Regions from separate parts of the Ovis aries genome. Here region 2 is linked to region 1. The links are chromatin contacts, called in public Hi-C maps. All regions are on one chromosome and are shown on one strand. Each heading gives the region's core, a stretch centred on a gene start, on an enhancer-like site or on the middle of the called end of the contact. The rest is flanking DNA. Distances are from core to core; before and after follow the strand shown.

Region 1 (5,533 bases), core at 1,432-3,931:
AGGGTTGAATTCTCAAGGAGCATCTGGGCCTCTCCTTGAGCTAAGGTACAGAACCAAAGCTGCCAAGCCCCTGGGTCAGAACCAAAGGAAGGGAACAGACCAGGGATGGGCCAGCAGAGAGAATGGACTGCCTGAGCTTGTAGCAGGGCATTTGGGGAAGGGAACAGAAGGGGAGGTTGGAAAGTTTGCTTGTGATAACTTTGAGGGCTCTCTAATCCAGGGGGATGCAGGTAGGGGGGGGCATGTCACTTTTCTGGAACCGGGTATTGGAAGAGTGCTCTGAGGCGCATGCTATTTTGGGATGAGTAAGTCAAGGAGCAGCTCTGTCCTGGCGCCTGTGTCTCCCCTTCCTCATTTTAGGCTTGTCATTCCTGTAAAGAAAAGCACCTTAACTCCGTTATTACAGATTCAAGCTAGATTGAAGTTTCTCTTCACTATCTATGTAAAAGGATTTACAGAAAAATCTCAGGGATGTCAACCTAGGGGAGAGCTCTTTTAAGGGCTTGTTTAAAAAAAATAAAATAAAGGGCTCGTTTTTTTTTAAGGAATGTACATTTGCATACAAACAATGAAAGTGCTAATTAAAATGATTCTCACATCGTCCTTTTGCCGTGTGGGAACTGCTGCTTGGCAACTCTTGTGGAGTGCGAGCGCGCTGGGAGTAATAAAGCACTGCTCCTTCCATGCATCTGATCCACAGTGTGAGTGAGTGCCTTTTATTTGCAAGCACCTGTGCTGGAACCAGGGGTGTCCGGGTGGAAGGCCAACCTGATATGTACCCCTCCAGGGTGACATGAGCCTACTAGGGAAGTCCAGGGAGAATCAGGATGAGTTGGTCAGCCGGCTTCTGCAGCTGAAAGCTGAGTAGGAATTAACAAAGTACCTACAAAGGTCCCACCTGTTAGCTCGGTCACACCTGTTCATCTTAATAACTGTCAGCATTCTGACCTGTAGGGCTTTTTCCTCTCCAGGTTGAGTCTAATTCCCCTTTGAAACTATATGCCAACACTTGAAATACTCCTGTCGTCATCTTCATCCTCAGTGGCATCAGCTATTGCTGGGCACCTGCTGTGAGCAGCGTCTGGACTTGGTGAGCGTGGGTGGGGCTAGTTTAGTACTAGGTGATAACAAAAGCCTTTCGGTTCCACCACCACCTCCTTACCATTTTAAAGAAGTGTGTTAGAACACAGGAGTTTCAGAATAAATATTTGTGGACTGAAATTTTTTAACTTCAGTAAGAGTGCAGAGTCTGGGGACTATCCTGACAGTCCAGTGGTTAGGACTGTGAGCTTCTGTTGCAGGGGGCACAGGTTTGATCCCTGCTCCAGGAACCAAGATCTCCTTACCTTGTGTCATAAAAAGAAAAAAAAGAAAGTGCAGGGTCCGGAGAGGCACAGACCCAATTTCAAATCCTGGCTCCTTGCCATGCATTCTTTATGATATTGGCTTGCTTGTGACTTAACCTCTGAGCATTCTTTTCCTCATTTGTGAAACTGGGATTAAGGGAAGGAATTCATGATAATTATGATGGGCTACGTAGTACGGTGTGTAGCAGCACGTACTAGGGACTCAGGCTGCACGTGTGTGCTCAGTTGCTGAATCGTGTCTGACTCTTTGCGACCCCGTGGACTATAGCCTGCCAGGCTCCTATGCCCCTGGGACTTTCCAGGCAAGAATACCGGAGTGGGTTGCCATTTCCTCCTCCAGGGGTCTTCCTGACTCAGGGATCGAACTCACGTCTCCTGCATTGGCAGGCAGATTCTTCACCACTGAGCTACCTGTGGAGCCCTCACCTGGAAAGAGTTAGTCTGCCAGAGCTCAGATCCCACCTCCTAGTTGTGCAACCAGAAGCACATTATTGAGCCTCTATTTTCTTATCCTTAAAACAGGGATAATAACAGTACCTGTGTCAGCAGTCTGTTAAAAGTAAGAATTGTCCAGCACCTTGTGCCTGGCATATAGGGTCATATAAATGTTTGGTGAATTTTAAAAATCTGTAAAACTATTTCACTTGAGTTCTTATAGAATTCCTGTGAGGTTAGACAGGGCACATATCATTCCCTGTTGCTTATGTTTTTTTTTTTGTTATGTTTGAGGGGAAAAAATAAAATTCTTTTGGGTTAAAAGTGAATCTGGCTGGTAAATATCAAAACTGGAACCCATGGTCTTTGCCATAAAAGAGCATATGGTACATCTATATGTATTTGTCAAGGATACATGGATGTACATGCAAATTTTAATACTTCAGTATAATTTCTAGACAGGTGAATAGCAGCTATCTCTCTCCTGCACCTCCTGGCCTCACTCAAACATGCTGTGGTTCCTGCCATGCTGCTAACTGATGTTCTCTGTGAATTACAGCATTGAGCCTCCAGTTTGTTTCTGGGACTTAATGTTGCCCATTTAAACCTCTTCCGGATGCTCACTGCCTTAGTGTTGCCTGCTCCCTGGCTGGGCTCCTTTTGGAGATCCTACTGTATTTATGTACCTGATTTCATGAGCCATTTCATTCAGCAGAAGCCCTGGCTAAACAGGAACACTCCCCCTTCCCTTGCCTTTATATTTGCTGTTGAAACTCTTCATTCTTTGTGAGAAACTTAATTATGAAAGCCGTGGATCAGGGAATGTAAAAATAGCTTTAAAATGCTCACATTTGCCAATCTCTTGTCAATCTGTAGGCAGAGAGCTTTAGATTGAAATGTTTTCATGTCTGTTCACAAGCATGAGCACTTCTTAGAACTGCCGCAGTGGAAGGGGTTAAAACATAAATAGGATCCTATATGAGCACTGAAAGGTGCTTTAATACTCAAGTCCTATTTTTGACCTCTGGAATTCAGTTCCTTCCTGTTGCCAGCTGAACCTGGGACTGATGTATTAGATGAAAATATATTCCTATCTTCAAACATAGACAACAGGACATTCTGTCCTCCAAATTTCAGGGTTTGAGTTGGGTGTTGCAGGAAACTTGGCACCCTTTCTTTCTTTTCAAAATAATAAACAGAGATGATGTCGCCTCAGGTTTCATGTGATGGGGCTTAGATACGATTGCCTCATAAAGGCTGATTCATAGACAAATGTGAACTAATTATAGTAACTTAAAAATAATGTCCCTGGTTAAATTTGGCAAAGCAAGATGCCTTGCATGCTTTGTAGGACATGAGCGACTCCGCTTCTTTAGTGGCATGGAGGTGACATGCCCACTTCTATTTTGGCCACACCACGGTTGTGCCGGGTCTCTACCTGTGTCATCTTTATTTTTTAGGGATTTCTCACGTGCTCTCATGCACACCCCAAGCCCAAGCATTGAAACACCTTTTATTGCCAGCTACACGAAGAATTCTTTATTGCTACGTGTCCACTGCATTTTAAGAAACAAATGTCTGAGTTGAAGAAAGTGAATGGTGTAATTTGTTTTTCTTTCTTAGTTCTAAGCATTTCAGAATCTCTATTATGAAAAATTGGAGGAAGTTATTCACTTCTCTCTATAGAATGAATAGAAAATTGTCAGAAAGACTGTTCTGATCCCTTTTTGTCTACTCACCCTTCCTTCCTTTCTTTTTCTTTTTTAGTTTTAAGATGACTTATTTTAAAAATTTTAATTTAATTGAAGTATATAGTTGATTTACAATGTGTCAGTTTCAGGTGTACTGCAAAGTGATTCAGTTATATATATACATGTATTCATCCTTTTTAAGATTCTTTTCTCATATAGTCTATCCCAGAATATTCTACTTACCCTTTCTACTGGGAATTAGGTTGGAAACCGTTTCACCATGATTCTCTTCAAATGATCTTTGTTTTTGAGTTTGCCTTAAAAACATAGATATGACCATGTTCAGAATTCAAAAACTAGAAAAAGATTTGTAGTAAAAAGTGAATCTTCCGTCTCTTCCATTGTTTCAGCATCAGTTGTGGGCACCAGTTTCTTGTGTACTATTGTGGAAATGTTTTCTGTGTTTTAAATATGTATGTATGTATATTTTCCTCCTACAAAGGACAACATACTGTCCATGGGGTTTTGAACTTGGCTTTTCTATTTAATCATCATCTCAGAAATCATTCCATCTTGTATTTTGAACTACTTCATGATCTGTTATTTCCATTGACTAGATGTCATAGCACACCAACAGTGGCCTGGGAGTGTCGTTTCGGTTGTTTTAATCCTTTGCCGGTGAAATCATGGAATAGTGTTATCTTGCACATCTGCTATAGGATAGTCAACCTGTCTCAGTGCTGATAAGTGTGGGCACTGAAGCCCAAAGGCCTGGATTTAAATCCTTCTTTCTCCATTTACTGTTGAACTATTTTGTCTTGGTTACTTTATCCTTCTGTGCCCCATTTCTAAGAGAGTATTTATCTCATAGGTAGGAGGTAATGTTTAAAGACACTGATTTATGTAAAGCTTACAGACCAGAGGCTGGGCATGTAGACAGGTCTGGATGTATTTAGTAATGTTAGTCATTTTGTGTGATGTGGGAACACATGGATCCTGTACTTACCTCTGCATGTTTCTGAACCACTCCTAGTGGCTTTCAGAAGCATAATATAGTTTTTAAATCTGTGGGTTCCTTCTCTCCTAAATATACTGAAATGTTCACCCTTCCCTCCCTCTATTCTGTGTTGCTTTTGTGTAGTATCCTGGAGGAGAAAATAGAAGATTATATTTCAGGCTATTGTGCTAATATGTCCAAACCCCTTCAAAGGCATAAAATGTATTGCCAGTGGTGATAATTTTTAACAAATGGCCCAAACTTTCCCCTCATACATATCTAATGTAGAGCTTAACGAATACTTACATTTTACATTTAGGCAAATATATAGCTTGTGTGTGTCTATGTCTGTCTGACTCAAATTTATTTAATTTCAGTGTACTTTAAATTATAAGTCCAATCTTTGGCAAAGACTGGAGCATGTACTTACTCTGTTTTAGTTGACTTTGGAAGTCACAGGGTCTGTGTTACCTGTACATCTTACATCATCGAAGGCCACCACTTTTGGATTCAGACAAGCCAGAGCTAAAACCCCCATGTTGGCATTTGCTTTCTGTGTGACCTGGAGCAAGTCACTTGTTTCCTTCTCTGTAAATGGAAGCATTGATACACCACAGAGGACGTTATGAGGGTGACAGAGAGTGGGCAGGTGGCTCATGAACCATCTACCATCCTACCATCCCCTCCTGCATCCCTCTTCCTCACTCCCCTGGAAATCACCACCTCCACCTTCAGCTCTTCATCTTCACTCTCCTCAGGACTTGCCCTCTGATTTATCCCGTGTTTTCTCTGCCTTAACTGGAAGGGCGGTTCATGTCTCAATTGGTGTCCCTTGCAACCTGCCTTAGGTTCACTGAATGTTAGGAGGGAAAGGCCGGCTTGCTGCATCCCTACCCTAGTGAGGGCATTACTGTTTCACTGGAAGCAGCAGCTAGGGACAGCATCGCAAGACCAGAGTTAGGGGCCACATGAGTTAATGTGGCCCTGGACCTGATCACAGAGAATGGCATTTTCACTCTTGCACATTCCTTGGAGCAACTTTG
Region 2 (5,533 bases), core at 1,022-3,521, 80 kb before region 1:
CAGCTGGTTGAATCCTCAGATGTGAAATACACTGATCTGGGGGGTCAGCTGTATTCCTTGTATTGTTTGTTGTTGTTGTTTAGTCACTAAGTCCTGTCCAACTCTTTGTGACACCACAGACTGTGGCCCGCCAGGCTCTTCTGTCCACGGCATTTCCCAGGCAAGAATACTGGAGCGGGTTACCATTTCCTTCTCCAGAGATCTTACCAACCCAGGAATCCAACCCACATCTCCTGCATTCTTTACCACTGGAGCCACCAGGGAACCACATTCCTTGTATTACTCCGTTTTAGATAAGGCAATTGAGGCATCTGCAGCTTTTGGTATCTGAGAGGGATCCTGGAACAAATCCCCCAGAGATACAGAGGGACAAGCGTATTAGCTATTTCATTCATTACTTTACTGGCCCAGGAGGAACTGTCTCGTCTAGATCGTGGAGGAAGTTCATAGCAGAGCCTGGGAAGCTGGACTTCTAGCCTAATGTTCTTTGCACAGCAACAGGATGAGGTGCAAGCTGGGGGAGGTTTGGACTGGGGGCTCCTTAGATTAATAAGTTTTCTAGTGGTTTCTTGTTTATTCAACTGTAGAATAAACTCCCGGGCAGCTAGGAGACTTCAAAAAAAATTTTTTTTTCTTTATACAGCCTAGGACAGCAGGTGCTCAGCAAACAATTGTCACTGTTCCTTGATATCCAAGCACCTTAGCAGATGTGTTTCCCATGATACTGTGCAGTCATCAAAGTCTTTCCTTCCTGTGCACACACAGTCTGCTAACTGGGAACATGCTTTGACTGAAGATTCTTGCCAAGGGCAGAGACAAAAATCAGTGGTGTTTAGCCTAAGGGATGGTTGCCCCACCTTCAAGGATGCCCCAGGGATGCAGGAAGCTAGGTGTGGCAGGAGCAACTTTCAGGCTGGTTACTTGCCGGTAATGACCTTGGGCAGGAGGGCTTCTCTTTGAATTCCCTGTTTTCTTTCTGTAACACTGAGAGGGCTTGGAAGAAGTCAGGATATCACAGAGGTTATCTCTGAACCCATCTAGCAAAGACCTTGTCTCTCCACTTGCATATGACCCTGTTTTGTTTTATTCACACTACTTGACACATTGCCTCCAATCTTGTTTATTTATTCACTTGTTTATTTGCCTGTCTTCCTCACTAAAATGGAAGCTTCATGAGCAGAGGAGGCTTGTCTGTTTTATTTTCGGCAGTAACCCCAGGGCCTAGCTGAATAATATATTACATGAATGAAGTCTCAGAGCCTGGCTTCAAATCCTGATTGCACCAGTGTGACCCTGACCAAGCCACTTAAACCATTTCAGATTTCTCACTTGAAAAATATGGATTGGTAATAGCGACTCTCCTCTAAGACTATGAGGATCAAAACAGAGAAAAACTAGGAAGCATTAAGCATATTGGCTGGTCAGGTGTATTGATAGTAGAAACATCCGGCCGGACGGCCAGGCACCCATCTAAGCGCTTTACATGAATGAGTGTGTGTGTGCTAAATTGCTTCAGTCGTGTCGGACTCTTTGCGACCCAATGGACTGTGTAGCCCGCCATGAGATTCTGTCCATGAGATTGTCCAGGCAAGAATACTGGAGTGGGTTGCCAATACTGAAGTTCCTCCAGGGGAACTTCCCGGCTCAGGGGTTGAACCTTTGTCTCTTTTGTCTCTTGCATTGGCAGGCAGATTCTTTACCACTAGAGTCCACCTGGGAAGAGCTTTACATACATTTATTATATTCATCTTCTCTATGTCCTACGAAATAGGTACCGGTTATTAGACCATTTAATGAGCAAACTGGGGTACAGGGGTTAAGTTATATGCACTCAAGACAGGTTAGCATTATTTTTTTTTAATGCCTAAGATTCCTTCCCAGCTCCCCTGGGATGATCTCTCAGAAGAATCAGAGGGCGCGCCGGGCCACCTTCCAGCCCAGCCCGAGGCTTCCCAGGACAAAAAAGGGTTACTGGGACTGCGGGCACGTTCTCGGCCGGAGATCCGCGGGCCCGCGCGCCCGGCTCACAACGCAGCGAGGCGGGGCGGGGAGGCGCTTTATCGCCTCCCATTGGCGCACACGCCCCTTCCTGTCACTGCGGAGCCCGGCACCGCCCCCTAGCACCGCCCGCCTCCCAGGCGCCGCCGGAGTGGACGGTTCCAGACGCATGCTAATAAGGGGGCGGCCGCCGCAGCCCATTGGCCGGCCGCGGAGTGTCGGTGAAGTCAGCGCCGAGTCCCAGAAAAACAGAGCGGGGCCAACTGCAGCGTGTAGTGCGAGTGGGGCAGGACGCGCGCTGCCGGCCCGCCAGCCCGGAGACCCGCAAGGTAAGCCCGCGCCAGCCGCCCCTCGGCCAGCGCTTGCTTGATCGCCAGCACCGGCGCTGGGGGCGTGCGCCAGCCCGGCCCCCGCGGGCGGCGCCTTTGTCTCACGCTCGGAGGAGGTGCGTTTAAAGGGCCAGCTGTTGGAAGGACTTGGGGGACCCCCTCCCCCCAGAGCATCCTCCGTGGTCGCGGGGGAAACCGTGGCCCCCCTCGGTCGATCCCTCCTTCCTGCCTGCTTGGTGGATCCTCAGTTTTTAAGGGAAAGTTTCCCAGTGTGCCGGGGTTTGGGATATTCCAGATTTTTTTTTTTTTTTTTGGTGGGTGGGGGTACGTGCGATCATGGCCTCTGCAAGGAGGAGAACGTCCGCCTGCTTCAGGCTGGCTGCAATATGGGTGGGTGGAGGAGACATCAAAGCCCGAGTGGGTTTACGCTGTAAAGTGAAACTACCGAGGAGAGGCTCCTCTGCAGCAGCCAGAGGAAGAAGGAGGGAGCGAGCGGCAGGATGGAGGCTTCTCAGGTGTGTTCATTCATTAGCATCCCTCTGGAGGAGAGGGCGGCGGGAGGAGAGCAAGGACTATCGGCCTGGCCTAGGACCCGCCAGAATGAGCGGGTGCGTGTGTATGTGTGTCCGGGGACGCCGGAGCCTGCCCATCCGGCCATGCTTCTTCATCCTTCGTCCCTCAGAGTGACTGGCAGCTTCTTGCTAGCCAGCTCCTCACCGAGAAGAACAGAAAGCGACTCCTTTCTCCGGATTCCCCGGGCATCCCCGGCTCTCCTCTGGCTGCTTTCCGAGGTGGCTTCCTTGATAAGCGCTTAGCGCCATTCAAGATAGAGGGGGAAACAAGCTTGAAATCATTACGTTTTTTTTTTTTTTTTCTTTTCCACGAGGGAATGTGCTATTGAATTCTGCATCCCGGTGCATCCGCTGTCTTAAAATGGCTTTGAAATTCACCAGTGCATGCTTTCCTCAGGCAGACAGAATTTATTACGCTATTACATTGCTACATAAAAGCAGAAAGGATCCCATTGAGTGTAGCTCGTTTTATCCAGACCCTGGATTTTCCCAGCATGTTCTGGCTGAGCCTTTGGATTTTTGTTGTAAACTGAGCGCTGGGATGCCCCTCTTGTCACAGGGCCGACCTGCCGAAATTGCCCGAATTGATTTCACCATCAATAGGAGAGAGGTTCATTTAGAGATAGCATGGAGCCTATCTAGCTTATCAGGCCTCTGACATCACCCCTCCCCCGCTACCCCGGGTGCCCTTTTTCTTTCCTAAGTGAAGGCCAGGGAGGGCTTGTCTATCTCCAAGCCCCTTGGTTGTTGAGCTCTAGATTAAATTTTGTGTTTTTGATTGGAAAGGTGGCTTGGTGGTGGTGGAAGAGAAGGGGGTGGAGCAGCCTCAATGAGAGAAAACATGCTGAACGTTTGGGGACTCCAGATGTCCAGACCTTAGAGACATAGGGGAGGTTAATGGCTGTCTATGGAGCCACAGGGTGTGTGTGTGTGTGTGTCTGTGTCTGTGTCTGTTGGCTGTGAGGGAGGGAGGGGTGGAGGAGGAGGATATTGCCAGCAATTTTCTGCCCCACCCTCTTGATGCTGCCTTAAATAGCTCCTTGCCATCAGAGTTCTGATGTTTCAGGCTCTTGGTGGGAGGGGAGGGCTGGGGAGGATTGGTCTATTGGTACCTCTGTCCTGGGCACTGTTAGAATGGATGGTTAGGAAAGGGTTAGTTCTTCAGGGGTTGCAGAGAGCTCATTTCTCTGCTGGAGGGCGCTGAGTAGCACTGTCTCTGGTGACTATCTCTGGTGCAGGGTATTAGCAGCTGAAAAGAGATGCTTTCTACCCCTAGGGTGAGGAGCTGGGAGGGTATTATCATCGTCTGTTACACACCCACCCTCAGTTGGACCTTTCCTCCTGTTACCTCCTGCTTTCTTTTATTCTAGTTGGAGAGTTTCTAAGAACTTTTCTGAAGGTACTTGGAATGTTGGAAGGTGAGGTAGGAGTTATCGGAAAGCAGATGCTTCTTAGTGTCAGAACAAAGAACTGTACAGGTCTTCGCTTCCCACTTCTCCAAAATAGAGTTCCATATAGATAGCAGAGTCTGGGGTTTTCTCTGCAGAGAATGAATGGGCAGGGTTCAGGGAAGAAAGCTTGTTAGGCAGTATTAGTAATCATCTGGCCATCCAAACTTAGCTCTGGTCTGCTTCCCTGGATTTGGAAATAGATTTGTTGTAGAGAGAACTCACTGGTAATTTGGGGTTTAATCTGTCTCTTTGAAAAAGGAAATGGATGGTCTCAAAAGCTTTGGTGAAAGTCCTCTGGGCCAAAAGCAGGACCTCTGGCTTTGATCTGGTCATGGATCTGCGCTGGGCTTTGGGTTTGTGGCTTCTGCTCTCTGGGCCTCTGCCCTTGTTGGGAAAGTGGCGGACTTAGGAGTGGATTATTTTCCAGGGTTCCAGACACATAACTGTTCTTAGATTCACAAGACAGTTTTCGATGGCATTTCTAGATTCTTTTCTGTTTGCTAAGCTGATGTTAAATTCACAGTATGGCTCTATGGCATGAAAGAAACATTCCAGGACTCAGACTTCTGTTGGATATTCAGATTCGTCTGTTCCTTGATTAGTGTGATTGGGGGAGGCTTTGCTGTATCTAAGTAATTTAGAGCTCGAACAGCTCAGAATGAGGTACAGCCCCTCAGTGTGGGGGGTTGATTGGGGACACTAGCTGGGGTGACAGAATGCTGAGGAAAGGGAATTTCTATTCATTCTCTCTGCCTGTGTATGTTTAATTCACTGCTTTATTTATGGTTATACAGGTGGGTGTTTGAATATTTGGGACCTGAGAGTTGGACAAGACCTCTGTGGTTGCCAGGTTCATCCCCCTCACTGGGGAATTTGAGGGGTTGGGTGGCTTGGCTGTTTGTTCAAGGTCAAACAGCTAGCAAGATACAGAGCTGGGCAGAAACTCAGGTGGATTGACTCTAGTTTTTGTGTTCTAAATATACCTCCTATGCCCCCTTTTCCTCTGAGAGCAATGATACTAAGACAGGGTAGAAAAGAGCCAGGAGAGATTAGGGGCAGAAGGGAGAGGTTGGGGAAATAGACCAGGTAGGAGGTTGGGGGCTGGTCAGGTAAGGAAGGGGAAAGCATAGACACCTGACTTGGAGGAAAAAGAGATGGAGCTGAAAGGGGGAGGCTCTATCAG

The links. A called contact is a pair of places that touch in the nucleus more often than the background predicts.
Region 2: a contact with region 1 is called in a Hi-C map of tail adipose tissue, with 2.2 times the contacts expected there. The contact joins the promoter of SORBS1 here to the enhancer-like site in region 1. A contact is called at or near these places in 4 of 16 Hi-C or Micro-C datasets (hypothalamus, muscle, retroperitoneal adipose tissue and 1 more).

Annotation. Positions count from the first base shown.
Region 1 is chr22:16,819,044-16,824,576 of ARS-UI_Ramb_v3.0, reverse strand. SORBS1 (sorbin and SH3 domain containing 1) reads left to right here. Exons shown (of 33, transcript XM_060405070.1): 3 at 972-1,090. Among named protein-coding and RNA genes, the nearest start is that of SORBS1, 80 kb to the left of the region's middle. Within about 2 kb of position 2,681, at least 3 of the 54 cell types and tissues checked have an H3K27ac peak or open chromatin away from gene starts, as enhancers often do. A contact at or near this core is called in tail adipose tissue, where this site is marked.
Region 2 is chr22:16,898,724-16,904,256 of ARS-UI_Ramb_v3.0, reverse strand. It overlaps SORBS1 (sorbin and SH3 domain containing 1), which reads left to right and starts at 2,271. Exons shown (of 33, transcript XM_060405070.1): 1 at 2,271-2,327.